2 separate regions of the Ovis aries genome follow, and region 1 is linked to region 2. Evidence: chromatin contacts called from public Hi-C data. All regions are on one chromosome and are shown on one strand. Each heading gives the region's core, a stretch centred on a gene start, on an enhancer-like site or on the middle of the called end of the contact. The rest is flanking DNA. Distances are from core to core; before and after follow the strand shown.

The links. A called contact is a pair of places that touch in the nucleus more often than the background predicts.
Region 1: a Hi-C map of hypothalamus shows a contact between it and region 2, with 3 times the contacts expected there. The contact joins the enhancer-like site here to the promoter of SDE2 in region 2. A contact is called at or near these places in 3 of 16 Hi-C or Micro-C datasets (blood, hypothalamus and liver).

What each region holds. Positions count from the first base shown.
Region 1 is chr12:28,421,310-28,424,009 of ARS-UI_Ramb_v3.0, forward strand. No RefSeq gene overlaps it. Among named protein-coding and RNA genes, the nearest start is that of H3F3A, 55 kb to the left of the region's middle. Within about 2 kb of position 1,337, at least 39 of the 54 cell types and tissues checked have an H3K27ac peak or open chromatin away from gene starts, as enhancers often do. A contact at or near this core is called in hypothalamus and liver, where this site is marked.
Region 2 is chr12:28,306,442-28,309,141 of ARS-UI_Ramb_v3.0, forward strand. It overlaps SDE2 (SDE2 telomere maintenance homolog), which reads right to left and starts at 1,442. Exons shown (of 7, transcript XM_004013632.5): 1 at 1,310-1,442. The coding sequence starts at 1,429.

The DNA of each region.
Region 1 (2,700 bases), core at 87-2,586, 110 kb after region 2:
ATCACAGAGTTTGGGCTTGCTGCACCTGGAAATGAGAGGATCTGGCTCCCATCCTCACCCACGTTTTATTTCAATAAATACATAAGGAGGCAGTTGGTACCATTTCGTGCCGCGCTGGGAAAGCCCACCTCCACCGCCGGGCCTCCACGGGTGAGCTTGGGGCGCCTCGGGATCGCGCCCCGCAGGCTGAGGGGCAGTGCTCATTCTCCGTCCTCAGGCCGAAAACCGAGACCCCCAGGACGGTCAATACCTGTCCCGAGGTCACACAGCGACCAGGCTCGGTTCTCTGACTGGTGGCCTCCGGAGGTTCGGGCCGGGACAGGGTCCGCGCGATTGTCTCCCAAGGCACACACCCCCCTCCCCGATCCCTCCCCGCCAGCCCAGGCCGGCTGCTCTGCAGGCAGAAGGTCCCCGCCGCCCAGCGCCGAAGCAGGGTAGCCCGCCTCCGCGGACCTCAGCCGGGGGGCACCCCCTGCCCGAGCCCAGGTCGCGCGCTCGGCCAGGTCTGGGCGGCAGGGGCGCGGGAGGACCGAGGGGGCCGGCGCCGGGCGCCCTCTGGTGGCCGCCGCGGGCAAGGAGCGGGAGCGCGGGTTCCCCCCGCTACGCCGCCGGGCGGGGGCGACGGCAGCCTGGGATTCCCCCCGCGCGCGAGGGTGTCCGGGCCTCGCGCCCGCGCGCCCCCTTTTCTCCGAGGAGGAAGCACTCTTGGATGGAACTGAACTTTTGTAAAAAAAATCAATGAAGTCGACAGGAACACCTGGTCTATAAAACGGGAGAGACGCCTTCGCGCTCGGGACCCGCGGGGAGGAGCCAGGGGGAGCCGCGCCGAGCGGAAATGGTGCCTATTGTCGCGGCGGCGCGCGGCTCCGCTCGGGCCACCGGCCGAGGGGCGCGCCCGCGGGGCCCCGGGGCGGGGAGGCGGCGGGGGTGGCGGTGAGCGAGGAGGAGCCCCCGCAGGGACCCCCGCCAGCCCCCCGCCGCCCTTTGTCCGCCGCGAGCCCCGCCCCTCCGCACCCGCGGCCTCGCCAGGCCCGGTGCCCGCCGCCTCCCGGGCCTCGCCCCTCGCGGGTGAGACGAGCAGGCGGCTGTGATCGCCCGTCTCTGCCGCCGAGAACACCTTCTCCGGGCGGGCAGGTGACGCTCTGAGTCACCCGGCACCGCCCGGACCCGAACCCAGGTCTCCGGGGCCAGCGTGAGCCTCTGGCGGACGAGGGAACCGCACCCCTCCCCGGCAGTCCCCCGGGGGGGCCGAGGCGCAGAGGCGGGGAAAAGGCCGCCCCCGTCCCTGTGAGGGAGGCGGTGCTGCCTAAGTCCCCGGCACCCTCTGCTTTTCAGAAGTCGCCCTTTATTTGCAGAGCCCAGTCAAGAGGCGCCGCTTCCTGGGCTGTGAAGTCAGAACGGGGCGAGGGAGTTGCCGCTGCTGCTTCTGAGGATTTGATTTGGTCCCAGCTCCTGGGTGCTGCCCGGAGAAGACAGGCTCTTACTTGAGGGGCGGCTGCAGCCCAGACCGGGGAGGGGAGCGTTCCGCGAGCACAGGGCTCCGGCCTTGCCTTCCAGTGCAAGGCTGAAGCAGGACGGACGTGGGGAGCAGGGGGAGATGGTGAGGAAGTCGGCGGGCGCGGGGTGGGGAGTGGTTGCTGCCGGAAGAGTCAGAGGCAGCTGGGGGACGAGTAGAGAGCCCACCACCAGGGCCTGTCTGCCTCCGGGCTCTGGAACCTGGCACGCGGCAGAGGTTCAGTAAATACATGTCTAAAGTGTCAGGTGAAGGTGTCCAGCTGAGCAGAGGAAAGATCTGAGCGGACTGTTTGGAGCCTGGCAGCCCAGGGGCTTTTGAGGGCAGTGAGGAGCCACCTGGAAGAGAGAGGCTCGGGGCTCTGTCTGGGTTGGAGAAGATGGGCCCAGCGGGGATGAAGTTGAAGAGGGTCTGAGGGCTGGTAGAGGGTGGTGAGGGCACCCCGGAAGCGGCCCCACTGAGGGCTGGAGCTGACTGCTTGTAAAAGTGACACTCGACAGCAGTACACGCAGAGGATTCATCACCAGCAAAAGTTTCCCCAGCCCAAGCCTCTCTCCAGCTCCTCCCTGAGGAGTGCTCAGCAGTGGTGGCCATGGGCGGCCTGCCCAGCCAGGTGAGGCCCTGTCAGGCCAGGAAAGGCCCAAGTGGGAGCTCACCAAGCCTCTTACATCCCCGAAAAGGCAGCCTGTCAGTCACATGCTCGACTCTAAACATCTGGGAGAAGAAAGCTGTGGTACATATACACAATGGAGTATTACTCAGCCGTTAAAAAGAATTCATTTGAATCAGTTCTGATGAGATGGATGAAACTGGAGCCGATTATACAGAGTGAAGTAAGCCAGAAAGAAAAACACCAATACAGTATACTAACACATATATATGGAATTTAGGAAGATGGCAATGACGACCCTGTATGCAAGACAGGGAAAGAGACACAGATGTGTATAACGGACTTTTGGACTCAGAGGGAGAGGGAGAGGGTGGGATGATTTGGGAGAATGACATTCTAACATGTATACTATCATGTGAATTGAATCGCCAGTCTATGTCTGACGCAGGATGCAGCATGCTTGGGGCTGGTGCATGGGGATGACCCAGAGAGATGTTATGGGGAGGGAGGTGGGAGGGGGGTTCATGTTTGGGAATGCATGTAAGAATTAAAGACTTTAAAATTTAAAAAATAAAAA
Region 2 (2,700 bases), core at 192-2,691:
TTCTTCAGGGAGAACTAACACCAACTTTATCATGTGTCAGATTAGTTTTATTTTAAAAGGCACAGGTGTGAAACTGCGCTATTTTTATTTATTCCAGTATCTCATCAAATGCCCTTTTATAAGTTTTGTGGTTTTGTTCATCCTTATTATGGCCATGTTTCTTAAGTATATGACTGAATTCATTCATTCATATTTCTTACTTCTTATTTTAAATTTTTTCCAAGACTCCTCATAATTAAGGTCTAAATTTTTCTGGTCCCACTTTGGATGAACTGTCAATGAGTTTGAAAATTTTACTCATGAGATAAGAGTTATTTTCAAAGATATTAAAATCCACCTATTTTGGAAAAGATTTCCCCATTCAGATGGCAAACTGATGGAAACTGTCTGTTCTGACAGCAGTTAAACTGGACTGATGTATAGGAAGAAAACAGGAAACTGAAAAACTACACGACTGGCAAATAGACACTGCTTCTTCATGGAACCAGTCCAAGTAAAGATGTGGTTTAGACTGCAGTGTTAACATGTGTTAAGCTCATAAATTACAACCAGAGAAAGTCTAGGGAAACACGGAGGAGGTGTGCTTATAAAGAAAAATAGAGTAAGAGGTCAAATGTCAAAATTAAAATTAGATTCAAGGAGAGCATCTAATTCTTTATATAACATAACAGGTTTAATATCTTATAGTTGGTAAAAGCCTGCTTACGTCATAATTAAGTAAACTACACATGTGTAACTTTATAAGTTTTTGAAAAATACGCCTGGACAAATAAGAGCATAGTATGATTAATGAAATCGTCTAAATGACAGGCCCTAAGATCATGCTCTCGACAGGGCCTATGTGAGTGCTTGGCCACGACCAGTGACCAGAAGGATCCACTTCGTTCCCAATCATCCTTTGGATATGACATACTTCTCTAGGATGGAGCTAACGGCTGTGTTATCAATGGACAAAAATGCACGTCACATAACCGTAGAGTGAACGTAAGGAAGTGAGCCTTAAAAATCATCTGGGCCAAATGCCTCCTTTACGGATGAAGAGAATAATACCAAAGGGTCTGTTAGTCCAGACTGAGGGCCGGACTATAGCGCCTGTGAGCAGAAGGGTTTTTCTCCCTTCTCTGGGACAAAACCATCACAAAACAAAAGCGACGGAAGCCCTCATTATCAGTCTGAAACTGAGGAACCCTCAGCCTCAAAAACTGAAAAACCCCCAAAATAGACACCCCCCCCCCGACACACCCTCACCGCACCTATTCCTGCCCCTGACCTCCTCTGTCCTCTTCTTTCCAGGAACCACAAACCTCACCTGATCTTTGCAGTGTCGACAGATAAAATCTCGTACGGAGCACGGGGCCGAACTACACCACACCGCCTTGCACCCGAAGCCAGGGCCCCGAAGCCACACCAGCGCCGCCGTCTCCGCCATCTCACCCAGTCGCGGAACCTCGACACTCCCAGGAGGGCTAAGAAGCACCACCCACCCGGCGTATCTTGATGACGTAAGCTCGTTCACGCAGCGCCCCGCCCCTCACGCGTTTGCCCGCCCCGCCCCTCCCCTCGGGACAGTCACGTGACCTGAAGCAGCCGAGCAAAGCTGACTGGGGGAGGGGAACAGGAAGGGCCTGGCAGAGGCCGATAAGAAGGCAGCGCACCGGGGCGAGGCGTTGCTAAGAGAAGTTGCTAGGGCGGGGCTCAAGGGACTCTCTATAAAAGGCTGGCGCGGGGTTAGGTTTCCAGCGTTCTGGCTATAAGCGATAAGGAGGTAACTGAGTACTTCCTTGTGCCTCAATCTTTGGACCTTTCTCTCCTATCTGTGTAGTTATTTTTGGGTCACAGGGAATCGTGGCCTCAGAAGGCGCTAATCCCTGGGGGCTTGAGAAGGGAAGCTGCAGTTGCGGAAGTGGTTTTGGGGGGCTGCTTCCTCGGCTCTGGGGAGCTCCCCCACTCTAGGGGCAAGGGAAACGGAGGTGGGGAGGTTTCTAAACAACAGCTCTGGGCGGGTTTTTCCCCCAGGTTTACCAAGCCTTCTCTTCCTTTGCGGAAACTGCCAACCTCACTGTTTCTGCCAGCCACGCTCAGTTTATTCGTATTTCCGCCTGTTTGCGCTCTGCGTTATCTTCCCTTCAGCTCGGTTTTCAAAATATTTCACAGCAAGTGGGCCCTTGTGAAAGGCAGTGGCAGGAGCGACGCTTATAGTGATGCTGCTCTGAAAACCCCTGCCATAACTTTTATTCTGCACTATGGGAACACACTCGCACATATTTGCATAGTCTAACTTTAAGGCTCTGGGAATCTGAAGAAATCCCTTAATGTTTTAATATGCTGAGGTTATGGTATTTATAAAATCCTGAACAATTTAAAAGCCACGAGATATCTTAGGAGATATCTGTACCTATTAAGCACGATTGTATCAGCCCACAGAATCGAATTCTCTGCGTCTCAGATCTTTAGCAAATGAAACTCTGCTGAAGGGAAAGCAACGAAAAATTCAGAAATCATTTTAACTGGCGGTATGAACAACAGAATTTCAAGACCTCTGAAGTTATAGACTCCGTTGTCTTTGTTTCACTTTCACAGGAAGAAAAATGAGAAAGGGCCTTCATGGGAATGCCAGGAGATAAAGAAAAATTACACAAAATAATAAAAATACTGTGCCTAGAGACCAGTGTTTTGCAAAGTGGGTGACATGGTGACCCC